2 separate regions of the Gossypium arboreum genome follow, and region 2 is linked to region 1. A link is a contact called in public Hi-C data. All regions are on one chromosome and are shown on one strand. The core of a region is the stretch at or near the end of the contact, and the rest is flanking DNA. Distances in the headings are between cores, read along the strand shown. Region 1 holds the start of LOC108470212. Region 2 holds the start of LOC108469740 (ATPase GET3A).

Evidence for each region. A called contact is a pair of places that touch in the nucleus more often than the background predicts.
Region 2: a contact with region 1 is called in a Hi-C map of leaf, with 3 times the contacts expected there. The contact joins the promoter of LOC108469740 here to the promoter of LOC108470212 in region 1. A contact is called at or near these places in 2 of 5 Hi-C or Micro-C datasets (both in leaf).

What each region holds. Positions count from the first base shown.
Region 1 is chr8:25,073,311-25,079,570 of ASM2569848v2, forward strand. It overlaps LOC108470212, which reads left to right and starts at 3,129. Exons shown (of 1, transcript XM_017771485.2): 1 at 3,129-4,168. The coding sequence starts at 3,387. The coding sequence ends at 3,959. LOC108470211 (flap endonuclease GEN-like 1) reads right to left here. Exons shown (of 8, transcript XM_017771484.2): 7 at 5,781-6,244; 8 at 4,931-5,364. The coding sequence ends at 5,101.
Region 2 is chr8:25,232,486-25,239,279 of ASM2569848v2, forward strand. LOC108469740 (ATPase GET3A) reads left to right here and starts at 2,786. Exons shown (of 7, transcript XM_017770758.2): 1 at 2,786-3,245; 2 at 3,573-3,697; 3 at 4,268-4,418; 4 at 4,679-4,789; 5 at 5,685-5,823; 6 at 5,931-6,046; 7 at 6,126-6,470. The coding sequence starts at 2,985. The coding sequence ends at 6,287.

The DNA of each region.
Region 1 (6,260 bases), core at 1,879-4,378:
ACACAGACACGCAATACGAGTACGGCACGATACGGATACGGTGACACGGTAATTTTTAAAAAATGAGGACATGGATACGGTAGGATACGACAATAAAAAATATTTTTATTATTTATATATATATTTTATGTAAAAATACTCAATGTAAATGAAAATTTTGATATTTTTCATTAATATATTGTACTAGTAAATACTAAATTCTCTATAAAAAATATATTTTGTTTAATTTGACTTGCAAATAATATCTTATTTTATTTAACAAGAATTTGGGTCACACATATTTTTATTAATTTATAATTAAAATTAATTTTTAAATATTTTAAATCTAATTTATATGGGTCTCACATATTTTTATTATACTTATTTTCTCTATTTTTATACTACTATAATTTGTTTTTACTTTCTTACCCCATTATAAATTTATAATTATATAATATATTAACTATTTTTTTCTTTCTTACGTAAACACTATATCCCCTTTATTTTCTTCCCCCTTTTTCCCTTCTCATTTACCATCCTTACCTTTGCCTCTGTATTTCATTCTCTGCAAAAAAAACCCCAGCCCAGCATCATCATCTTCATAAAAGCAAATCAGGTATGTTAAAAATCTCATAAATTATCACGGTTAAAATTGAGAAAAAAATCAACACTAATTAAAACAAATATCACTATCGCAGCTTACTGTTAGTGTGGCATATCAATTGTAATATAATTGTACAACGGGGTACGGAATACTCCGAGGATCAAACCCATGAGAATCGACGATTGAACAATTTCTAAATATCGTGCGTGTAAAATAAAGATTCTAACCAACTAATTGCAAAAACCTATACTACGGCAAATCATAAAATCAAGAGAGATTAATCTACTTTACTATCTAGCTAGCAAGGACTAAATTGTAAAACATGCAAAGTTATGAAATAAACAATTAAATAACAGTCGATGGTTGGTTGACATTGATGCGGTTTACTAATTCTTGAATTTTGGATCTAAATCGCTTAAACTCCCAAAATGGTTCCATTTTACCTCTCGGTCTCAGTTTTACCAAATTAAACAAATTAATCTGGATTGTCTGTCGATCTCACCAATTAACCTGAGACTAATGAACTGGTGCCCAACAAGATTTCCTCTCGGCCTTACTTGCCTTAATGTTCCCTTAGGGTCGTCAATCCTAAGTTTTTAAGATCACATGCTTCACAGTTTTCTCGACTGGAACCTTGATGACAAGGTTCATTCTGAACCAGGGGGTACTATTGTGAATGGGCTGCCAAGTGCCAAGGTCAACATACAAGAGGATTAAGGAAATTGGCCAACAACAAACACGAGACCCACTCGCAACCGCAAGACACCTTAGAAATTCACTGATTTTGTTATAGGAGCCCTGTCAGCAGAGGAATAACGGCCTTAGAGTACAAAAGGACAAGGGAATGATGAATTGAGCATGCTATTCTATTGTAAACCTAAAAAATTTTGTTTCTCTCATCTCTTTCTTCTTTGAATATTGGCTTTTTGTTGTTTAACATTTACCAATAATCTGCTGCAAATGGAATGAACCATTCTTCTTAGCTTCATTCTTCTCTCTAGGACTATATTTTATTGTGGTTGCAGGAATCAGTACACTCCAATCTCCTAACTATTATCGTTATTTTCTTTTAAAAAACACGGTTAATTATCATCGTTGTCGTCTTCGATTTCTTTTAAAAATAATCTACATTTCTTCTTCTTCTTTTCTTAATTTGTAGGAGTGATATTATAAAATTTTAAAAAACTCACTCGAAATGTATATTAAAAAAGAGTGACGTTATACTAAACTTGAATTTAATAAAATAATTTCAATAGTATTAACAATTAAATTTGCATTTTAACTCCAAAAATTAAAAGGACTAAAAACAAGGACTTTGATCATATATTAACCAAAAGAAATATATACCTAATTCTCTTTTTAAGGTAAATTATACTCAAGTTCAGTAAACTATTAATAAGTTTACGTTTTAGTCACTAATTAATCAAAATATTAGAATCGCTAGTATATGACCTTCTAAGGTTGCATCGCTTGCATTAATCAAAAGTTCTTATTCCCTTTTTCTTTTACAATTTAATTTGTTTTAATAAAATAACTTTGGAAGTCACGAATATGAGAACAAAAATTCAAAAATTTTTGTTCTTCAATCTTTGACATTGACCATCAAATTGATTGGGATTTAAGATATGTTCTTCTACTCATCGATAGGAATTAATCCACTGCATCAACCATCAAATCGTTGGTTGGAACTTGCTAGTTTGACTTGTAAAAAATTTAAGAATCCAACTACTTAAAAACACACCAAAAATACATAAAATGTTAAGTTGTTTTTGAAAGTATAAGATTGTTAATTTTTGTGTGTACCGTGAATATGACAATTTAGTTCTGTCATCTTTTATAATGGAGATCAACAGCGGCAGAACAAGGCATCAAATTTTGTGGGTTAATTAATCTTTTCAAAAATTCTAAGAGGATTTAACTAAAATTTTCAATCAATGAAAGTTTCCACGAAATCTAATTAAAAATTTCAAAACTTACTTTGGAAGCGCTTAATAAAAACATTCAAAAAAAAAAAAAAATTGAGGCCAAGTTTAGATGAGGAGGAAAAGGAAAGGGGTATTATTGATCACATTTTACGACCACGCTACTTATCCATCAGTTCTAACTTAATTGAGCTGAAGCTCCAATTTTATTTATATTCTTCCTATGGAAGGTTATATTTCACATCCCATAGTGGAAGTATGCCACTCTCATTTTTGGTTGCTTAATTTTACACAATTTACTTCATATGGAATCAGAAAAAGAAAGCCCAACATTTTCATTACCCATTCTGATCCCAAGTATAAACTTCATTTTTTATTATACTATTATTTAAATATATATATATATATATATATTAGTACATTTGAAAACATATATTGCTTAACATATTCTTTAATATTTACATTATAATATATTTTAAACTAAGACTATTTTTGGAGCTAATATTTTTATTAAAATCTTCTCAAATTTCAAATGAAGCTTCAACTAATAATTGTAAAATATTAATTATTGTTGAATACTTCAATCAAGTTCAAATTAACCAACTAATGAAATTTAAATATCCAATTCGAATTTGGGCTTTATTGCATCCTATTGTCATCCAATTAGGAAATAAAAAAAAAAACAGTTTTCAACTTCACTCATGGGAAACCCTCTCCATGACACAAACTGCTTAGCGTTTGAGAAAAACAAAAAAAGAAGACAAAAGGGCAGTGGTTTCCCTGTTTTGTACTATTATCTGCAATCCTCAAAATCCCCAAACGGCTGTTCCAAACAAAAATAAAGAAAAGCTAGAAACACGGTTTCTTGAGAAAAAAGAAGCATGGAGAACAATATGAGCATGGCGGAGGCACAGCTGACGCCACCGGCAGCGGCGGCGGTACAATTAACAGACCTAGTCTATTCATTAGAGCAAGCAACCCAGATGGCAAAACAACTACCCGTCACGTCGGACCCAACCTACCTCTTCCAAATCCATTCATCTCTCCATCGAGCCCATCATTCTCTCTCCTCTTTCCTCTCCGCCGCCCAGACTCAATTCCCCGTCCCTCCCCATCCCCAGCATCTTCCGCCGCCGGTTGCGGCGGAGAACTCTCTCTCCTCTGCCACTGGAGCTGCCAACGAGAATGGCAGCGACCCGATGCAGGTGGGCGATGAGAATGAAACGGAGGCGGAGGAGAATTCCAAGACGTCGATTGATAAGGTGGAGGAGAGGATGAGGGAATGTTTTTTTATCAAGAACAAGAGGGTAAAGAGGCAACTCTCGCCGTCGTCCGCGGCGTTAGCGGAGGAGAGGAGGGTTTGTGATGACAGATTCGTGGGTGGTATCATGGGTTTCGATCCTGCTGGGGAGAAGTTACGGGCTTTGGATCTTGTCTACCAGTTTCATGGTTGAACCATACACAGACAGGGTTGAAACAGAACAGAGGGTATTTAATGCAAGCTTTCTTCTTCTTCTTCTTATTATTATATTAAGGCAATTGGGTTGTATTGCCTTTAAATTTATTCATTTTCTTCCTTTTTTTAATTCATTTTTCCTATCTTTTCTTTTTATTGCGTGTTAATAGCAAGAAAATTGAAAAAGAGTAAGAGGAAATTAGAAAACACCTTGAATGAGCTTTTCTTTTCCCCCCGCAGCTTGTTCATGGCTGAGATCCTTCACCAAATATAATATAAACCTGCAATGAGCAATGCATCTCATCGATTGTCTTTCAAAATAAAATATAAAAAACTAGGGAAGATTATGTCCAGGTTCTAACCCTCGAACAAGTAAAATGGAAGTGGCAGCGTTTGATCTTCGCAAATCTTTTGTCACTGCATAATTACCATTATCTTAAAACCTATCACAAAATAACTATATAAGTTTCCTTAGGAAATTTGTTAAACTTTGTGAACAATAAAAATTACTTTTTGACTCATTTGACTGCCAGGTAAATTGAGGTCATTACTGCTGAGAATGTCCCCATATTACCTAAATTATGGTCTCAGAAATAACAGCAATACTTAACAACAATGACAACGATATTGATGATAACATGCTGAAATAAAGTATAAAACCTTATTACCTAAAATGGAGCAGTATTGAAGAGATGGCAAGCATAAAGTCTAAAAATGAGGGTTATATTTGTTCCCCACTGCAATATTTAGTGTTCTACCTTTACAATGTTGACGAATCAGCACATGGGTCTTAGAATGCTCTAAAGTTTTCCTTAATCAAATGAAAACCAAAGGAAGTTGCATGCATATATGCATGGATGCAATTCAAGCCCTTACCTTGGTTAGAATCCAACAGGATTAAGGTCGATGTCCTAATGAATTGTCCAAGAAACTAAAAGATAAAGTGGCTTTAAAATTGTAGAGATGAGATTAACCAAAACATTCTTCACTATAAGCTATAGAATATTCCAACTCAAATATAAATCAAAGTGCTGCCTAAGCTGAGTTTTTGATGATTATAAGACCAGAAGGTAAACATGACTTTACATCTTAAGGTGGGATATCTTGTACATCAAAAAAGGCAAAAGTTTATCATTTTCTTAACCAAACAAAAGGCGTCGTCTTACAGCCTTGGACAATTTAGAACCTGAAACTTTCCTCTTCTGTTTTGATGACCCAACACCTGGACTACTTGACTGTTTGACTAAATCTTCCCCTAGTTTTGCCTGGGATGGTGTTTTGGTTGTACGGTAAAATTCGGTGATACTTAATTGAACACCTTGTGGCTTTGATGATTCTGACATCTCGGAGGACCCTTCAGATCTTGGTGTTGAAATCTTTCTTCTCTTCATAACTTTTAGTTCCTGCCAGAATTTAGACCCACATATATTAGGCCACAGACGGCCTTGAAAATAGTTTTCATATCTCAGCTAAAAGTAACAGAATTCCCACAATGCAAGAGCCGGCACTCGAACATTCTATAATAGCAAGCTTTGAATAATGCCTTAAAAGGTGATTATACCAACTTCCAACACAAGCATCAGAATCTAATTCCATTGTTCTAACAATGCCATTAATTCATTTATTTAATTGCCCTAGTTTGCTCCTCTTTGTTATGTACTACAAAGGGTCTCATGCCAGTATATAAACTACAAACAGAACCAATTAAACCAAATGATTTTGATCTGAAATCCCTTTGCACACTAAGATCTTTCAGGATATTCAATATACAATTTTCAAATAATAATTTCAGGGTCTTTCAAGGGGGAAAAAACCATACCTTTTCTTGTCTAAATTTGAGAGCTTCTTCTGGGAAAGCTGAAAGAACTAACTCTGGATTTTCATCGGTTAAAATCCAGCATCCATCAACATGAATCTGGGGCTCAATTGACTCATCCAACAGGCCAATGGGCTCATCATCAACTTCTGTGAATTCTTCTTCAAGCATGTTGGACTGTTCAACAGGGACTGCACAACTAAGTTCGTTAGATATGGCTTTCTTCCACTTGACCTCGTAATATTGATGCCCATATCTTATCTTCACACGTTGAATAGAATGAAACTCATACTGCCCAACTAACAAAGTCTTATTTGGATTTCTCGCCAACTCTCTCAAATACAGGGTGGACAGCATTGGAAGCATCCGCTGCCGAATATAAGACGGCTGCCATGACTGATGATAAGCTAAGAAATCAACTAGCAAGTCAGTTTTTGGATCTCCCCATTCCAGCAAAGGGCCTTTTTCTGCAATAGGAGGATG
Region 2 (6,794 bases), core at 1,536-4,035, 160 kb after region 1:
CAAATCAGCCACTGACATGTTGTCACATGAAAAAAAATAAAAATTTCACTTAAAATTTTAAAAATATAACAAAACTAAAAAATCATAAATAAATAAATAAATCTCAAAACTCAAAATTTTATTCAAAAAATAAAAAAATCATAATCTACTTTTTGAAAATGAAAAGTATGAACAACTTCAAACAATTTTTTATATAAAATTTGTTTGTTTGGAATTTTAGGCTTTTAGAAAATTTTAGAATTTTAAGAAAAAGTTAAGAATTTATGTTGTTTTTTACTAAAACACTTAAAATTCTTTAAATGTATCAAAAATTCATAAAATGCAAAAAAAACCTAAAATTTCCCCAAAAACACACCATAAATTCTTAAAATTTTTCTAAATTTTAATTTTATGAATTTTTAAAATTTTGTGAAGTTTCACATATTTATAATTTTAAAAATATATTTTTATAATTTCAAAAGCATATTCTTATTTTTAGTTTTTTTATAATTTTATAATTTTATAATTTTTTAATTTTTATATATATTTTTAGATTTTTAATGAGATTATTTTATTTTTATTTTAAATGACTTTATTTTTTACTTTTTTTGACATGCCACACTGTGGCATTGGTTAGTTTAATTTTTTTAACAGAAATTTAGATCGAAGTAACTGGCTTAATATAAATGAATGTAAAGAGGGCAACTAATAAAAACAATCAAATACAAAAGCTAAACTATTAAAAATGTGAGAATCGAATGTCGATAATGACAATGAATCACAAAGAAAGAGAGAAAAATAGAGCACACAATTTTTACGTGGAAACTTTTTCGAGAAAAACCACGATCAGAGGAGAAGAAAAATTCACTGATTGTTGAATTCGAATGATACAAGAGGGGAGACGACTACGTCTATTTATCAGTTTAAAAACCTTAATCTAATCAAAGTCTAATAGAAGTAATACAGTAAGGTTGAAACACCTTATTCAAATAATATCAAATAGACGACTTCTATACGAATTCTATTTGTGCAGTCTGGACCGTACTGCCGAGACCTCCGGCCTCCACACCCCCAGTTGCAACTCCAGTACAGTTTTATGTTTAATGGGGATATGTGGCGGCCTGCGGCCTTCGTCCTCATAAATCCCATTATCTTGTCACTTTTTTTTAATAGAAATTTATGTCACACAAACTCTAACAGAAAAATATAGTATAAGTATTAAAGTGATAATTTAACTATAATATAGGGGCAAAAAAGTATTAATATTTTATCTTTCATTATAAGTTGATGTCATAGATGACAGATGAAATTTCAAGTACATTTATCAACCCGCTGAGGTTAAAATTTATGAATATTTTAAAAATAAATATTATATGTTTTAATTTTTTTTGAATAATCTCATTATAAGTTCTAATCATATCTATTCTTTTTAACACAATTTCTAGAACTACCCGTAGCCCCTCTCATAAATAGGAGGATAATATACTTCAATGCACTCGCATCCATGTCCTCTTGCATTGATAATAATGCTCATGTCAATCGAGCTAAGATTCAGTCAACATATGTTTTAAATTTTTTTAACAAATATATCATTTTATTAAATTATAAGAGCTTCTTATATAATCAAATGAACTTTAGTTTAGTTCAGGGTGTGTTAAATGGGTGTATCTGCTATGGGGCTATTGCGAGAGAGGCTGATGGGTTTGTGCTTGCTGGCTGCTATGGCTTCGCAAATAAGGCCATCGATGCTGTTTGGGCAAAGCTAGAGGCGTTGACTTTGGGCTTGAAGTTGGCCTCAAATTTAAAATTGTCCAAGCCTATTATGGAGTCTGACAACGCTACTCTCATTAATACAATCAAAAACCGTGAAAAGGATGTCACTATTTTCGGCTGCTGCATGAAACAGGAATGCAGGCCTATTAGAAATTTTGAAGCGATCCATTTTAATTGGATTGATAGAAATAGTAATGAAGTTGCGGATTTGCTGTGTAAAATTGCTATTAATAACAGATGTGATTTGATGTTTAATTTGGATTATTTTTGAAAATCGACGATATTATTATTCGAGATGAAATGAAATAAGGTTGACCTTCAGGTAGTTTTTTGTCAAAAAAAATTATTATTTAAGTTTTTAAAATTTTAAATTAATAAAAGTAAAATTGTACTTTGGCTCTCTTACAAATGATAAAAATTTGATTTAATCCTTTTAAAATTATAAATATATAAGATATTAAAATGGTAAAATTATATTTTATTATTATAAAATTATAATTTAGTTCTGCCTCCTCTGAAAAAAATTTCTGGCTTCGCTCTTGATTTAGTTATGATTGATATTATTATAGCAATAAAGAAGATTTGTATTTAAACATGTTTAAGTAGATTTGGTTAGGCATTTTATAGAAAAAGAATTTTTGTATAAAACATTTTAAAATGATATATATTATTAACATAGATTTATAATGAATTTCAATAAATAAAATGTCTAATTATACTTCCATTTCCTGTACTCTTTGGATTTTTAAATTTATAATCTCTACTTTTGAATTTACTCCTTTTACTTATTTGATTTGATTGTTAATTATTTTCTAAAATTTAATTATATATTATCAATTGAAATTTAATTTTAAATTGAAACTTTGAGTATTAAAATATTACACATTTGTGTAAGTTATTAATAATGTTACCGGTTGAATTTCAATTATTAAAGTAAAGAGACTAAATTTTAAAGGTCCTAAGAGAATAGGGACTATAGGTTAAATTAACCTAAATAAAATAAATCTCTATTCAATTTAGATTTTTCATACGCCGCTTGGACACAAATCGAGTCCTACGACGAACTTTAGACGGGTTGGATTTGTGCTTTGTTTTGAAAACACGAAACCAAGAAAAGAAAAGAAAAGAAAAGCCTCCGACAAATATAAACTTCGATTTTCTTCCTAGACTTTCTGGGTGCTTCAAATTCTTTTCCGAGAAAAGAAGAAGAACCGAAGTGTGTTAGAAAAAAAATGGCAGAGAATCACGAATTACCAGAGGCAACTATCCAGAACATACTGGACCAAGATAGCTTGAAATGGGTTTTCGTTGGTGGCAAAGGAGGTGTTGGTAAAACCACTTGTAGCTCGATTCTTTCCATCCTTCTGGCTCGGGTCCGATCCTCTGTCTTGATTATATCCACCGATCCTGCTCATAATCTCAGCGATGCTTTCCAACAACGATTCACTAAGACTCCCACTTTGGTCAATGGCTTCAACAATTTATATGCCATGGTACCCTTCTTATTTAATTTTGCTTTCTGCGTATTCGTGGATTTGCTTTCCTTTTTTCCTTTTCTGAGATTTACTCTTTTTTTTTTTGTAAATTCGGGGTTTTGAGATTTGTCCTGTTTTGAGTTTGATTGCAAATACCTAGTCCGTAAATTCTCCAATTTTAACTTCTTTCACTTGAAACAAAGTATGATTTTTCATTGTAACCTGGTAATCGATTCACCCTGCTTAATGCTTAGCTTCTGTGTTGGTAAAACTTCATAATATGATTTTGCCGATTTTTGTCACTTTTTTGTCCCTTAATTGTTTACTATTAATGATGCATAATAGGAAGTGGATCCTACTGTGGAAAACGAAGATGTGAATGGACCTGAAGGAATGGATAGTTTATTTTCTGACTTGGCAAATGCAATTCCAGGAATTGATGAGGCAATGAGCTTTGCTGAGATGCTTAAGTAAGACATCTTCTCCTTCTGTTTGATGCTTTGATTGTGTGATAAATCATTGAGATGCATTAGCTGTTTATTGCTTCTTTTGGGTTTTTTTTTTTTTTTTATATTGATATTTTTTTCAAACAAGGTAATGGTTGCTATGGATGTTTTATTAAAGGCTTTCAACTTTCTCTCTCAGTGTGTTCTTAATTAGCCAGTCTCAAAAAAGGGCATTCACTACTACATTTCTTGTTTAGGAAATATTGCTGATCAGCAGTGCTGATTGAACGCATTCTCTAGGTTTTAGCTTTGAAAGTTTTAATTCTTTTATTCAAGTGTGACCTAAATAAATAGAGTGGTCAAATCGAGGACTTTGCTTGTTTCGTACTGTTTTTATCCTCATTTCCACCGGTTGATGATAGTAGGATTTATTTGAAAATTACCCCTTCTTTCCCCAAATATTTTAGATTAATTATGATGGCTTCTTTCTTTTTAAACTTTTTTTTTTTTGCATGCCCTTTTTTGCCTTCTGCTGGTGTTTTTTTCATCCGCCTTTTGATCTTTTGTTGTCTGAATGTAATCCTTTTCCTGCAGATTGGTACAAACAATGGATTATTCTTGCATCGTATTCGACACTGCACCAACTGGACATACTCTTCGGCTTTTACAGTTTCCTTCTACATTAGAGAAGGGGCTCGCAAAAATGATGTCATTAAAAAGCAAATTTGGTGGCATATTGAGTCAGGTATAATAAAATTTTATATTATCCTTTAGCAGCATTTCAAAACAAAAAAAAAAAAAACTACTAATCTTTCTTGAATATCTTATTTCTAGTGATCAGTTCGTTCAATACTTTCTTCCGAGTTCGTCTTCTATATCATTGTAAAGTTTGTATGGCATTGGGATATCACATTCACTCTTTTTGTAGCTCACTTGTCAACGCACAACTGTTACCAATCGCTACTATAGGTTGTAGCTCATAAAGTCTGAAACTCATTATGGCAGATGACCCGTCTTTTCGGGATGGATGATGAATTCGGGGAGGATGTAATTTTGGGGAGGCTTGAAGGAATGAAAGATGTGATCGAACAAGTTAATAAGCAGTTCAAAGACCCGGTAAATTCCCATTATCTAATACTTTCCTATTAAATTTTCTGTTCTATTTTTTGATCGGTCGGTATATGATGAAATATAACTGGAAAATTGACAACAAGCTGCCTGCAAGCCAACAGAGGCAGTGCTTGCACAAAGCTTTCGGACTTTCTATCTTAGCATATTAAGAACTTTCTAAAGGGATGAATCAATATCACACACAAACTTTAGTTTAATGTTCAATTTTATACTTGAAATTCTGATTCGATTCAATTTTCACAAATTACTAACATAGTTTTGACGGAACTCCTTTTTGCGTATATATCATGCATACACAAACAATTATATTTATCCAACATTAAAATAAATGGATGTATTTAATTTTTCAAAACGTGTACAATTGAGAATTGAAATTTCATATGTACAATTGAAACCAAAATCAAAGTTTCATGTAGATAATTGCACTATATGAAAGTTCAAGTATAGCATTACATATTGGATCGAAGTTCGTGTATAAATTTGAGATTTATCCCCTTTATAAACAACATAGTTGGTTGCCGTGCTTTCTGACTAATTAAGTAGAGTAATCTAGCATATACTAAATTTGGCCATCATGATATACTTGGAGAGGAGGAAAGCCGTGGCTATACGTGGAGATATATGCTCGATACAATTCTCTTACTTGGCTCTCACTTTTCATCGTGAAGTTACCTAAATATCTCTTAAACTTACAAATATTAGAACTTGTGAAGTGTGTTGGGAAGCAAATTCTTTTTTCTCTTAACTTTCATTTTCCATTTCTGGTTTCTTGAAGTTTTGCAACTTCGAAGGACATCTACTTTCCGGGTTTTATTCTATCTCAATCAAAGTTTCTTGAGGTGCTCATGCTTTTGGTATAATACACTTTCCTTTTCGGCAGGACATGACAACCTTCGTCTGCGTTTGCATTCCGGAGTTCCTCTCTCTATACGAAACAGAGAGACTGGTGCAGGAACTCGCCAAGTTTGAGATAGATACACACAATATCATCATCAACCAAGTAATTTTCGACGATGAAGGTACGCTTTTACTTGCATACTATATCTCTCATTTTCCCTTTCTCCACCATTACAGTTATTGCTTAAATAAAAAGCTTACCATCAATTGGCCTGTGTTTTAATTGAAGATGTCGAGTCCAAGTTATTAAAAGCGAGAATGAAGATGCAACAGAAGTACATTGACCAGTTTTACATGTTATACGATGACTTCAACATCACGAAGCTGCCGCTGCTCCCACAAGAGGTGAGTCGCAGTATACTGTGTGACCATTTTAGTTTGTAAATATACAATCAAATTGTCAATTTGTATGGGTTTATAACAGGTTACTGGGGTTGAAGCTCTGAAGTCATTTTCACGTCATTTACTTTCACCATATCAACCCTTGTGTAAAAGAGGAACGGTAGAAGATCTTGAGCGAAGAATATCGATGTTAAAGGTACAGATATCAGAAGCTGAAGCAGAACTTGAGAAACTCCGAAAATGAGATGGAAACGTCTGAATGGTGTTCTATATGAGAGCGTATGGTCTATTCAGTTTGCCGATTTGCTCGGCATCGCATGATATCATGTGACATTGTCGATTGAAACAGAATTTAGCATTCTATTTGTGTTGCTGAATAATGTTTACATAAGCATAATTTAATTTTAGAGAAAAGAAATTCTTTAAACATTGCATTTTCACCATTGACATGCATTAGATGTTGCCATTATATTAGTGTTATGAAAGGATTTTCTTAAACTATATTTTTTCTTTCGACTAGCTAGCTTTACTATGGTTTTCAGCATGGACTATTTGGGTTTTCCTAATAATAAAAAACCCTCATAATTTTGATATTTAGAGGAGAATTTTTAAAAAAGTTTTCATCCATTCCAATTATATAAAATATTATTTAATTACCTAAACTATTACCATTTAGTAATGTATTAAGTAATTATACAATTAATTCAATTACATAAAACATTATTCTATTATACAAATTATTACATTTTTT